Linked DNA regions of Sus scrofa: regions 1, 3 and 4 are each linked to region 2. The links are chromatin contacts, called in public HiChIP or PLAC-seq maps. All regions are on one chromosome and are shown on one strand. Each heading gives the region's core, a stretch centred on a gene start, on an enhancer-like site or on the middle of the called end of the contact. The rest is flanking DNA. Distances are from core to core; before and after follow the strand shown.

Region 1 (3,507 bases), core at 337-2,836, 180 kb after region 2:
AAAAAACTATAATGATAATATTTAAACTCTACCTCATTTTATGAAGCCAGAAATATGCAAAGCTTATTTCTATTTCTCTTCACTGGACATAATGAATAAGGTATGGCAGACGCAGGACACATATTTTAAGAGGGAAGTTAAACCTTCATTTATTTTTTTTTCTATCTAAAAGCCTTTGTTTTTCTATTTCCCTGCAAACAAAATCATTCTGTATTTCTTAGATTAAGAAAAACAGGATTTCTATCTATTTGACCTCAAAATGAAAGAGGACCTTTTGTAAATGCTACATACATTCTGATTAGCATCTATTAAAAAGTTAGACATGGTCAGGCACATACAGCCTTCACCACTGAGAGGAACCTGAACTCCTCCAAGAAACAGCGGATTCAGATTTGGGGCAGAAAATGCACAAAGGAAGTCCTGGACATCCTGAGTATCAAAAAGGAAGGGTGCCACCTACAAAAAATCTTCAGAGGTCAATCTGAAGAGGATCCTCCCACTAGTTAGGAATGGGGCATCAGAAGCATCAATAAAAATAAGCGCTGCAATGGACCCACATGCATCAAACATGCTAAAGAGCCATGAGTTCATAACACTAAAACCTCATAATAACAACAATAGAAAACCCCACCGGTCTCCTTTGGATGATGCTAGGGAACCAACTTACTGTTTTGAAAACTGGTAAGGAAAGGGGAAAGAATCAAGCATTTAACCTGCCCTTCCAGAGTGATGTGAACCTCAGATTAACCAGAGTCATATGGGGAAGGCTGTCTAGCTAATTAAGGAAGAAACACGACAGAATTAGAAGATCCCCATTTCGCAACATAAATTAACACAGCGAGGCACTGATCTCCAACACCTGTTAACGTCACTGTAAGATGAGGCAACTGCTGTCTACGCCTCCTAATGGAAGTGGACACCACCTCATGTAAAGTATTCTTGCCAAAGGAGAAGAACCTGGGCTGGATCAAGCCTCTAGTTGTAACTACCAGTTTGCAAGAAACAGAAGCTAGAGGAACATGTTAAACACACCATGGGGATGCAATTAGCAAAAACCAGGTGAGAAACTAATAGAAAGCCAAGTTTATTTTTTAGGTAAGTTGAGAGGAAGGAGAGAGGGAACCCTACAAATAAAAAAAAAAAAGAGGAAATATATTAATTGTATTAATTAACATATTAATCAAACATATTAACCAAGTACACTGGTCCTTGTCTGGATCCTGAAACAAATCAAATTTACAAAATCAGGGGAAACGTGAACACTGATTTTTTGGTGTGATACTAAGGCATTCTTATTTTTTAGATGTGATAACTGTATTATGCTTAAAAAAAAAAAAGAGTCCTTAGCTTTTAGAGACAGATATCAGAATATTAATGAATGAAAGATATGTGAGGCCATAGCCTCTGGAGGTCTGTCTAGGGCTGGAAGCTCTCCTTCCACCATGGCCCCCTCCCATGGTGGCTGTCAGCTGGAGGCCTCAGTGCCTCAAGCTCACCACGTGAACCCTTCCACAGGCTAGTGTAATGTCCTCACAACATGGCAGGCTGCCTTCCTTCAGCTGAGTGGTCTAAGAGAGACACCAGGAGCTGCGTGTCTTATGACCTAGCGCTGGAAACTCACACCACGAGGGCTTCAACAGCTCACTGGTCACACAGGTTGGCCCCACTCAATGAGGGAGAGGATTACACAAAGGCCTGCCAACGAGAGGGTCCTTAGGGAGGTGGGCTACCACAGTATGGCGCAGAAGCTCCTGACCGGGACTTTCAAAACCCTTCACCCTCCTACGCCCCTCCAACCTCATTTCATTTCATTTCACTTCACCCTTTCTTGGTTGAATAGGCTCCGGCTTACTGGCCTTCCTTCTGTTCTTCAGAGGTAAAGAGTTTGTACCCAGTTTACAACCTTTGTACTAGTTGTTCCCTCTGCCAGGATTATTCTCTCTGCCCATCATCTGATCATTCCGATTTGACCATAAATGTCACCTCCTCAGAGAGGCCTTCCCTGGCCTCTCAGTCTGAAGAAGCTGTCTATCCCCTTTCTATCCCAGAGTCTAATTTTAATTATTTGCACAACACTTACCACTGTCAGATTTTTTTTTTTTTTAATGGCCACACCCACGGCATGTGGAAGTTCCCAGGCCAGGGACTGAATCCAAGTCACAGCTACAGCTGTGGCAATGCTAGATCCTTTAACCCACTGTGCCAGGCAGGAGAGCGAACCTGGACTTCTGCAGGGACTCAAGCCACTGCAGTCAGATCCTTAACCCACTGCGCCACAGCGGGAATTCCACTATCTGATATTTTGGCATATCTGGCTCAGTGTTAAACTCTCCAGCACACTTGGTGATCTCACTCAACATAACGTCAGCATCCAAATGGGTAGCCCAGGCAAACACCCTGCCTCTCAGTTCTGAAAACCCCTCCGCTTCAAGGACCTTCTCCTTCCCTTGGCCTCAGCCACATCCTCCATCACACCAAACTCCATCCACTACCTGATCCCTCCAGTTCACTTGCTCAAGTGCCCCCATGAAAACGACTTTTCAGTTGCTGTGAGACTTTCGATTCCTTGACCCTATCTTCCCTCTCTCAACCTTTTCTCTTTATCTAGCTTAGATTTCAGTGTGTGTGTGTGTGTGTGTATGAACTTCCATATACCATGTGTGTGGCCCCCCAGTATACATATATTTTATAAAAAATATATAATATACATTTAATTTCATATACAACATACATGAATATATATAAGATATATATGTGTGTGTGTGTGTGTGTGTATTTTTTTTTTTTAGGGCCACACACACTGCATATGGAAGTTCCTAGGCTAGGGGTCAAATCGGAGCTGTAGCTGCTGGCCTACGCCATGGCCAAGCAATGCCAGATCAAAGCCTGTCTGCAACCTACACCACAGTTCACGGCAACATTGGATCCTTAATCCACTGAGCAAGGCCAGGGATCGAACCAGCAACCTCATGGTTTCTAGTCAGATTCATTTCCTCTGTGCCACGACAGGAACTCCCTAGTATGTCCCTTCTTAAGAAACAAACAAAAATGCTTTTTTGATCCCACATTGCCCTTCAGGTACAATTCCCTTTCTCTACTCTCTTCATGGCCAAATTATGTTCAAGTGGTTAAGTAAGTAAGTAAATAAACACTATCTGCATTTTCTCACCCCCATTCACGTTCTGGTCAATCCATCCCAATGAGACTTCTGCCTCCACCACCAGAATATCCATCCTGCCAATTCAATGAATAGTTTATGCCATCATCCTACAGGGTCTCTTGCAGCACTAAATTCTGCTAATTTTTCCTCTTCTCCCTGAAATAATCTCTGGATTTCATTGAACCAATTGTTACTGAATACTAGCCCTGGCCAGGAACTTTCTAGGCATTGGCTGGGGACACAGGGCTTCTGTGGCATCTCACTTCGCTGGTTTTCCTGCTATGTATTTGACTCCTCTTATTTCTCATGTTCATTCTCCTCTGACCTATTCTCTAAATGTTAAGTAA
Region 2 (3,233 bases), core at 295-2,794:
ACACATAATTTTACTTTTTATTTTTATTTTTTTGCTTTTTAGGGCAGCATCTGCCTAACACAGAAGTTCCCAGGCTAGGGATGGAATCAGAGCCGCAGCCGCTGCTCTATGCCACAGCCACATCAATGTGGGATCCAAGCCTCGTCTTCGACCACTACAGCTCACAGGAACGCTGGATCCTTAACCCAATGGGTGAGGCAAGGATCAAACCCACCTCTTCATGGATATTAGTCGGATTCATTACCGCGGAGCCACAATTGGGAGCTCCTAATTTTACTTTTTAATAAGAGGCAGAAAATAGTAAAGATGTTATAGAAACTGTCATTAAAATAACTACATCATGATTAATTTATTTTTTATTTTTGGGCCGAACCCACAGCATATAGAAGTTTCCGGGCCAGGGACTGAATCTGAGCTGCAGCCGTGACTTCCCTCTGCAGCTGCAGCAGTGGCGGATCCTTAACCCACTGGGCCATATCGGGAACTCCAATACAAATACATCATGATTTTAGGTTTTTAACAACTAATTGATCAATACGCAGTCTAAAAGGAATCACATAAAAGTTGATCCACTAGGCTCTACCTGACGCACTGTGAAAACGTCTATTTCAAAGGGTCAGCCTCACTAACCTATATTGCTCAAGCTGTTCAGAGGTGCTCTTCCTTCCAACTAAGCCATGCCCGGGGGAGGAGAGCCTCAGCTCTCAAGGCCTGAAAAGGACTGTGTTCTTTCAACACATGAGAAAGTGCTTGTGGCTTCCAGATGCTGTCTTTGCTGTACACGGCTGGATTCTGCCTCAAGAACTGTGCACTCTGACAAGAGGGGATGGCGGAGAAGCAGAGCTGCTCGGCTTTACTACACGTGCCCTGTCTAAATTCACCAGCACATCCCAGTTCTTACGGCAGGCCTCATCCCTAGCAGAAACCACGAGGCAGAAGGTAGAGACTAGAAACCCAGGGGTGACAGCGCCTCTATTAGTCATCACAGGGGGCTTTGTCAGTGTCCAGAACCCCAGAGAAGCTTCCTCTGATAAGGAGTGGGATGGCAGACAGTCCTTTTATGTCAAGTGGAAGAAAGTTTGAGGGTTTTTTTTGTTTTTTTTTTTTGCTGTTTGTTTTTTTGCCTTTTAGGGCCGCACTCATGGCATATGGAGGTTCCAGGCTAGGGGTCCAATCGGAGCTACAGCTGCTGGCCTACGCCAGAGCCACAGCAACGCCAGATCCCAGCCACGTCTGCAACCTACACCACGGCTCACGGCAACGTCAGATCCTTAACCCACTCAGCGAGGCCAGGGATCAAACCCGCAACCTCATGGTTCTTAGTCAGATTCGTTAACCACTGCGCCACAACAGGAACTCCGAAAGTTTGAGTTTAAAAAGTCAGTTGTTGGGCAAATCATTTTGAAGAAAAAGTCCAGTTGGTGGAACTTGAGGATCTGAGAATTAATTCCCTTAAAAGGGTATCCAGGATCAAGGAGTCCTTGGAGCCTTCGCTCTTCTCTGTACGTGGCCTCCCCAGTAGGAAGCGGGTACCCCACTCCAGGGGGGACCCTCACAGAGCACAGGGACATTTGCCCAGGGTCACTTTGTCACCTAAGAGGAGGGACTTCAAGCCTCCTCAAACGCTTGTTTTTGAGTCTGCAGAGAAAAGTATGGTCTTTACCAAAATAAAATCGAAGTGTTGTCAGTCTGAGAAGAAACCTGCTGTGGTGTGTGGTACCTTTTTAACTTTCAAATTTTATTTTTAAGTCACTCTTGCCTCACTGATTGGATTCTGCTTACAACATGTTCCCCAGTTCCGAACGGGCTACGATTTGCCTGCCAACAAATTCTTGATGAATGTCAAAGGTATAACCTTACTTGTGCTAATTCTATTTAAATCAGACGAAATACTAATAGAAGAAGAATTTTATCAGTTTGCCTTATAATTTTTGTTCCAAATTTTTTCAGGAGAAGGTAATTTTATCAGTACAGCAAAAACGCCTCAACTTGTATATAATTTAACAGATTATAAACTCAGACGTGTGAAGCACTTACAGAAGGTACAAATGTTTAACTGGCTTTTAAAAATTCCTGGTGGTAGGAGAGCTGATTTCCCTTTGTAAGTAACAAAAGACTGATCTGGACCCAGAGAAAGTGGAGTCCTGTCTCTGCTATTTGCTAACCGTGTGGTGAGCTTTAGGAAACCGCTGAAACTCTAGGAGATGGGTAACTCAGCTACCTCATCTCTAGACAGGGCTGAGAATGTTTACCTGCCTCGCACAGCTGTGAAAACAGCGTAATGTAGACCCCAAACCAAGGCTAGGAACATGACTGCTATATCGCTCTTTTTTTTTTTTGGCTGCACCTGTGGCATGCAGAAGTTCCCCAGCCAGGGACTGAACTTGCGCCACAGCAATGACCTGAACCACAGCAGTGACAACACCGGATCCTTAACCTGCTAGGCCATGAGGGAACTCCCAGATATTTTCCGACAGGCAGTTTTCATTACGAACAACTTACCAGAACCATATCCAGGTATTGGCCCTTTGGTTTGAAGGTCTGGGAGCCCCACATTCAGAGCGTTGGGTACCATGTTGTCCAGATGCGGCTTGGGCCCAACGGGATGAGATGGTGAGTGCTTCATGCTTGGTTGCCTCTGCTGCTGCTGCTGCTGCTGCTGCAGTGCACTGACCATTCGAGCCAGCTGGGGGTAAGGAGGCCCAGGCAGAAACGAACACAAGATAAGCCAACATCCTGAACTTCACATTCCATTGGTTTTTGCTATCAGAGGTTTGGCTGAGACGCACACAGGGCACTAGAGGGACCTCCCAGCACCACATACCTGCTGCTCTTGCTGCTGACGCACGGCTTGAGAAAGCTTTCTCTGGTTCTGTAACAACTGCTGCTGCTGCTGCTGCTGCAGGAGAAGCTGACATGCCTACAAAACAGGGAGAAAGAGACGACCAGGGTTTCTTAAGGTGGACTTCCTGAGAAAAGGGGAGGGGTTTGTGTCACTGAATCACATCCATGAGGGAAATACCACCAAGTTCCTGGTCTCCCAGTCACATTTACCTCCAATTGAGCTGACATTATCTACCCTTAAGCCCAGTCAATAGTTTGCATGAAAATGAAGCAAATAAAAAGCTAAAGGGGACAGGGGCAAATAATCTCTGCAGCTCTAGGAGGAAAAATCTGCTACTTACCAACTGAAACTGGGGAATTTGTGGAAGCTGGCTCAGCATGGCAATTTG
Region 3 (3,252 bases), core at 259-2,758, 160 kb after region 2:
TTTGGAGGGGAAAATAAAGTTAACTGAATACAATACTCTCAGTTTACTCAAATACGGATGCTGCTTGTCAGTTATAACAGTATATTCAGGGCCATTAGTACAGATTCCACTCATTCATTCACTCAGGGAATGAGCCCCCTGCCAGGTATCATGCTCTGGGTTCTAGACACACCACGGTGAAGTTACACAAGGCTCTCAGGGCAGTGTGCCACTTACATGGATCCACAGACTTCCAGGGAGAAGCTGTGAAGACACTTTGGGACTGAAAGCAGGACCCTGGCATAAAGGTGTTAAATTTATTCTTACGTCTTGTAAGTCGGGGGGGGGGGGTTGTCTAATAAAAACAAGCTCTGTCTGAAGCAGGGATGAAGCAAAAGGGATATGCCCCACCGTCAACTACTAATTCAATTTCGTTAAAGGAACTATATGCCTTCTAGCTTAATCCAGGACAACGTGTCCATTCTTCACCAGAAAGGGCTTCAGAAAGTCAAGTTACCTTCTGAGGCGCCACACAAACTGCATGTCACTTGGCAGTGGGGGAGGGAGGGTGGGGAATAGTGACTGCCAGCTACAGGAACAGCAGATTCAACACAACCAGCGTTCCCTTTTCCAAATGCTTACGAAACACCCAGGACTTTGCTTGGCGTTTTCAGAACAACGGCCTCTGGCCAGGTTTTACTGCAATTGTTGGCCACACAAGAATTTAAACAAATTAACACGCTTGGCTTTTGTACCCAATTTATTGACGACCTAGGATCACAAAGCCTTTATTCTTTTCCACTATTGTATATTAATTTTATGTCGTTTTAAAAAAATCAAATAGCGATTTCTATTAAGGTTGTTCACAAAATTTCAAATGTGTGTTGATTCTCCATTAAACCCATGAGGAAGGGAAATTTTAATATTGATATTGAAGATAATAACATGAATAACCATTAACTATTTATGCTATGCTCAGTCATATACATCATGGACATCTCAAAAAACTCTCACAATCCCTGTCCTTAGAGGTCTTACACTGTTGATAAGGAGAAGAAAACTAGCACACAAAGCAATTCCACAAAAACTAAGCACTAAGCTGTGTGGCACAGAAGTTTTGAGGATGCAGAGAGAAGAGTAGGCTGGACAATCTGGGAAGCCTTCAGAAATTAAGATTCTAGCTGGAACTGACAGGATTTAAAGCAGTGATTCTCAAACTTTGTAGTCTCAGGATCCCTTTACATTCTTAAAAATTATTGAGGACTCCCAAAAGCTTTTGTTTATGTGGGTTGTAATTATCAGTATTTACTGCATTAAACATTAAAAGTATGAAAAATCTAAAACACTTATTCGTAAAAATTTAAACATACGATAAATGATTACGTGTTAACATTTAATTTAGAATATTTTAAAGGATAAAAAATTTGAGAAAAGCACCACTTTCACATTTTTGCAAATATCTGCAATGTTTTGCAAACATCAGACAACAGCTGTATCCTAGTCTCTGCTCTGGCATTCCGTCTTTGGCAGTATCACATGTCATGCTGCCTCTGGAAAACTCTCTCTGTACACCCCTGGGAGGGAAAGAGTTTATTTATTTATTTATCTTGGCTTCATTTATTTATTTAATCTGTTTGTCTTTTTAAGGTCACACCCTCGGCATATGAAGGTTCCCAGGCTAGGGGTCGATTTGGAGCTGTAGCTGCCGGCCTACACCACAGCCAGAGCAACACCAGATCTGAGCCGCATCTTCGACCTACACCACAGCTCACGGCAACACCAGATCCTTAACCCACTGAGCGAAGCCAGGGAGTGAACCCGCAGGAAGGGAAAGAGTTGAAAAGGCATATGTTCTCTTAGTGCTATGAAACAGTTGTGATTTCAGGGACCCCCTGAGAGGGTATGGATGAGGGGTAGGGAGGGAACCGCAGGCCATGCTTTGGGGAATCATTCATTTCAAAAGGGAAAGAAGATGATATAAGCCAGGGCTGGGCAGGAAGGAAGTGTGGGGCTCCAGAGCCCTAACTTTCAAGTACAAAACACGCCTAGAATCTTGGCCACAACCAGGCTCACCTCCATGGTGGACCTCAGAGGCAGAAAAGGCAGGGCAGGGGGGGCCGGAAGCCCCTCCCTCAGGCTGCAGGGGGCCGTCTGGGACTGTGGGGAGGGGGGGAGAGGCCCCGCTGCCCGGCAACACTCCCTGGAGGCCTGTCAGGCTTTCCTCTCTGGCATCTACACTGCTCTCTGCCTAGAAGCTGTAAATGGCTCCCGAGAAGCTGCCTTGCTATGGATTCCCCAGGCTGTTTGCTAATTGCAAGATCATCTCACTGCCACGGTCTCGAATTCTCCAGACATGTCTTGATCTGGCTGCCTTAAAAAGCACACTCAACATCAGCCACGTAGCTGGTTTCTGCAGGCCGTTCCTGTGCATCCGGAGCAGTGTAAAAACAGTTCCTGGAGCATCGTGTCAGGGATCTAGTTGCCATGAACTGAAAACATTTGCTTCATATTTTGTGGCACAAACTAAAAGCATTCTAGATGGCGGTTGGCATACAGTCCCTCTCTAGCCAAAAATGAGGTTAAATATGCAGACAGATGGAGAAAGGCGGAGGGGCTGTCCATTACCATGGTTAAACTGTTTTAGCATCCATGTTCGATAATGTATAATCACAGTAAACTTATAAATTAAAAAAAAATAACGTTCTAAAATGATCCTGCAACAAATACAGTTGTTCATTTTAGGTAGCAAGCTTTAAGCTATCTGACAGTATTTTAAAGCTGAGAGAAGCATGGACTAAACAGAAGCTTCTTTTTTCAGTTTTTTAAATAAAAAATAGTATAAAAATAAAAGCAATCATGAATCTATACAGTTTTTCAGTCTTTTCAATTTTTTTTTTTTTAGTAAACATATTTATTAAGACCCCTTTACAGAAGAGAACAGGACATTCTGAAGTCAAAGTGAAACTAAAACTTTAAAAGAGATTTCTGCTTCTGGGAATGGTAAACTAAGTAATTCGGACTAACCATCCTATCCTGCTAAGGACAGCCCCAAAATGTGGACAAAATATAAAAAATATCTTGAAGGCAGAGGAGTACTAGCAAGTTAACTAAGAATTAACATACACGAAAATCAATTCCAGGTGAACTATATACCCAAATGTGAAAGATAAATAATAAAGCTTCTGGAAAATAATGTGGGATAATGTTTCCATTAGCTAGGCATAGGGAAGGACCTCTTTAACAGGACACAAAAAGCACTGCTTACCAAAAACG
Region 4 (3,209 bases), core at 169-2,668, 230 kb after region 2:
TTGATCTCTGGCCCAGGAACTTCCACATCCCTCCGGCACAGGCACGGCCAAAAAACGAACAAAAAACCAGTTAAGAACTAAGAAACTATAAAGCCATCATTATCATCATCACTGCATCCCACGTGAAACAAGCCGGTCTGATTTGTACTCCGGATTCTAGCCTTAGCGTAGCAACCTACTACATTCACATCTCCACTACCTACCTACAAGGATACTGCACACTGTAGAGGTGCCAAGGTGCTGTAAGTTCTGCTTTTTAACAGACATTTACATAACATCACCAAAAGAATAAACAAAGTTTCAAAGCCAAGATGCTTCTCCAAATCAATAGGAAACTATCATTCTACTGAAATTCCCTGCAAGTAAGAAGTAAATAGCTTCTATTGTTAAACTTTCACAAAATACAAGATATGAGGTATCAAAACATTTGTTTGCTTAACTGCTGGGGGGGGGCAAAATTAATGACATTTTATTCACTTACTATGGAGAAACATCTCTGGCCAATTCTGTTGTATGATGCTGCTTATACTGCAATACAAAGGAGCAACTTGAAATTCACCTTATCTCTCACTCAATCTCTAGCGCAGATGCTAAAAAGTAATAAAACAGCCAAAAGATACAAAGATACATGAGAAAGCAAGGAGCCTGAAAAGACCCAGATAGTATTCTGTGCTCAAAGATATGAGGATAGGTTGGTCCTTAAAGTGCCCGACTAGAGGCTACTGGCTGTCTTCAGCCTCTACAGTGTATTTAAGCCCACTGTGGAAACCGGCTAGTTTGAAGCCACAGGGCGCAGGACCAGGGGACAGCAGAAAACACCTCGGGCTGAACGTCCTCTGCCAGTCCCCTCCTTTCCCCGTGGAGAGTGAATCGCCTCTGGAAGGTGGCCACACTCAGGGCTCTGGGGTGAGGGATGGGGGCGGGATCCCCCGGTCCGGGATGAGCAGGGGAACGCATTCGCTCCGTCACGCAGGTCTTGCACACAGGTGGGGACCGAGAGGCTGAGGCCTGCCGCCTCCCTCTGCCACTGCCTGGCAGGGGCCCCGACGCGCCTCCGCGGGCCTCGGCTCTTTGCCACTACCGGGACCCCTCCCCGCCCCGAGGTCCCCCGGCGACGAGAAGCGAACTCGATCGACCAGCCCACCCGGAAGCCCTCCCCCAGCTCACACCTGCCGGCGCGTGACGCCCAGAGCCGCGCGTGCGCGCCCGCCCGGCCCTTCCATTCCCAGCGCCCCTTCCCCGCGCGCGGACGTCGACCGCGTCCCTCCCCGCCCTGGGGTCAAACCCACCAGACGCCCGCCCCACGGAGCGCGCGCCCAACGCCGCCGCCCCCGCCTGCCCCGCGCGCGCGCTCACGCCCCTCCCGGCCCTCTCCCCGCCGCGCGCGCTCACTCGCGAGGACATGCACACGCTGCGCCTCAGCTTGACAGGCCGGCCCCGCGCGGCGCGCTCCCGCGGGCGTCCTCACCCACCCGGCCGCCCGACTCTGACTGGGCGGTGAGCGGGGGAGGGGAAGGACAGCAGTGGCCGTCGGTCCTCACTCACCGCCGAGCCGTGCCCGCTCCGAGTGCGCGGCGTTCCGCTGTGAGGCGATGCGCTGCGAGGCGCGCGGTCCCCGCTTCTCCGCAGGCTATGGAGGCGACGTAGTAGGGAGACTGAGGGGCTCGGGGGGGAGTCACTCCCTCCCGCTTCACCTCCGAGAAACACGGGGACCCCAGAAACTAAAAACAAAATAAACAAACTTTCCCCTCCGCCTCCCTCCCCCAAAACCACAACACAAACACTCGGGGGCCCGCCCAGAGCCCCATTCCATTGGCCGCAGGAAGGATGCTGCCGGCCGTCACTGGCTGCCTTCTATGCCCGTCAAGCTGCTGTTCCGCCCCTCCAATTCCTCGCCGCTGCCGTCGCCCCTCATTGGTTAAGTGCGTTCCGTTTGACGAGCTAGGATTGGCTACGCTGCCTGCGCCAATCATTAGGGGACACACCCCCTCAGCATCCCAGAGGCCGCTTCCTCCGTTGCGGACTGGGAGAGGCGAAGGGGAAACTAGAGCATGATGGCGGCCGAGCTCACTTGGCGCAACCATCGCCTTTTTTCTTTTATTTGCTCATTAGTGCCTCGGCCTCGCGCTGTTTCCCCTAAGGTCCTCTCTCTATCCACTACTGCCTAATAACGGAATCTATACGTCCCGGCTCCTTGATTTATCCCCTCCGAAGTGCTGAGTGTGGGCTGGTTGTACGTCATTGGACTGTTGGAATGTCACTCCCTGGTCAAATCCTCAAACTATTGGTGGGACGGCAAGAGAGCCCGTCCAACAACAAGAGCTAGTGCCATTGGTTTGTCTCCACCGAGTTCTTTCCTGGTACCTTATTGGGCTAAAAGGCGCGTCGGTCAGATCTGGATTCGTTTTGCTACGGTTGTTTGCTAGGGAGTTTAGATGACTCTGGTCGTTTGGCCTGTAGTTGACTGTAATAACGACTGCTATTTATTGCGTGCCTACTTTGTGCCAACTATGCAGAGATCTTTACAGGGACTATTGGTTAAACCCGTGAGTTTTATATTCTAAATTTTACCGATAGGAAACCAGGGCTCCAGAGCGGCTGGGATATTTGCCCAAGGTCACCTAGGTGGGAAGTAGTAGACCGGCATTTGGTCCCAGGTCTGTTTGACTCCATTGCCTTAGCTCTTTTCGCTTTTAGTGCCTTTACCTTAGCCTAGAATTGTACCCATCAGCCAACCCAACATCGTCAAAACATTTCATTCAGAACCTAAGCTCCTCAGTCAGCTTGTAGAGGTGACATTGTTGGGGACTGAGGCTGTGAACAGGTTGTCATTGCCTCCACCACATCCTCCTCTCCAGCACCCACTTCTGTCCACCCTAAATTAAAACAGTCTTGATGTTTCCTGATCAGAAGCTTATATACCTTTGTGTTCATTTTCTCAGCTTTATAAATAAATGGACACTTCTACCAACCTTCTGTTTCAAGCGGACCCCCCTGCCATCCATCTCCAGCTCACTCTTGGAGAGAGTACGCAGGAGCTGGAAATAAGGAAAGAGTCTAAAAGACAAAAAGAATAAATCGTTTTGGAAATAAGTAATTTACTGTATGCAAATGGAACAGCCCTTCAGCTGCTGGAAAGCTTCCAGAGTAGCCCCTAATGCTGTGCGAGATGTGCGCGCCTGGCTTGTGGCCATTGGATTCTTTCTCTG

The links. HiChIP or PLAC-seq counts read pairs in DNA pulled down with a chosen protein or histone mark.
Region 1: a contact with region 2 is called in an H3K27ac HiChIP or PLAC-seq map of skeletal muscle. The contact joins two enhancer-like sites. A contact is called at or near these places in 1 of 47 Hi-C or Micro-C datasets (embryonic fibroblasts) and 1 of 2 datasets of contacts at active chromatin or transcription factors (skeletal muscle).
Region 3: a contact with region 2 is called in an H3K27ac HiChIP or PLAC-seq map of skeletal muscle. The contact joins two enhancer-like sites.
Region 4: a contact with region 2 is called in an H3K27ac HiChIP or PLAC-seq map of skeletal muscle. The contact joins the promoter of TNRC6B here to the enhancer-like site in region 2. A contact is called at or near these places in 2 of 5 promoter capture datasets (fetal liver and fetal skeletal muscle), 5 of 47 Hi-C or Micro-C datasets (embryonic fibroblasts, epiblast stem cells, heart right ventricle and 1 more) and 2 of 2 datasets of contacts at active chromatin or transcription factors (alveolar macrophages and skeletal muscle).

The regions. Positions count from the first base shown.
Region 1 is chr5:8,267,110-8,270,616 of Sscrofa11.1, forward strand. All of the region lies in intron 1 of TNRC6B (trinucleotide repeat-containing gene 6B protein), which reads right to left. Among named protein-coding and RNA genes, the nearest start is that of TNRC6B, 42 kb to the right of the region's middle. Within about 2 kb of position 1,587, at least 3 of the 83 cell types and tissues checked have an H3K27ac peak or open chromatin away from gene starts, as enhancers often do. A contact at or near this core is called in skeletal muscle, where this site is marked.
Region 2 is chr5:8,084,342-8,087,574 of Sscrofa11.1, forward strand. It overlaps TNRC6B (trinucleotide repeat-containing gene 6B protein), which reads right to left. Exons shown (of 26, transcript XM_021092847.1): 16 at 3,186-3,233; 17 at 2,825-2,920; 18 at 2,503-2,686. Among named protein-coding and RNA genes, the nearest start is that of ADSL, 40 kb to the left of the region's middle. Within about 2 kb of position 1,545, at least 2 of the 83 cell types and tissues checked have an H3K27ac peak or open chromatin away from gene starts, as enhancers often do. A contact at or near this core is called in skeletal muscle, where this site is marked.
Region 3 is chr5:8,249,068-8,252,319 of Sscrofa11.1, forward strand. All of the region lies in intron 1 of TNRC6B (trinucleotide repeat-containing gene 6B protein), which reads right to left. Among named protein-coding and RNA genes, the nearest start is that of TNRC6B, 60 kb to the right of the region's middle. Within about 2 kb of position 1,509, at least 39 of the 83 cell types and tissues checked have an H3K27ac peak or open chromatin away from gene starts, as enhancers often do. A contact at or near this core is called in skeletal muscle, where this site is marked.
Region 4 is chr5:8,309,646-8,312,854 of Sscrofa11.1, forward strand. It overlaps TNRC6B (trinucleotide repeat-containing gene 6B protein), which reads right to left and starts at 1,419. Exons shown (of 26, transcript XM_021092847.1): 1 at 1,393-1,419. The coding sequence starts at 1,404. LOC102162756 (a long non-coding RNA gene) reads left to right here and starts at 2,320. Exons shown (of 2, transcript XR_001305237.2): 1 at 2,320-2,546; 2 at 2,943-3,209.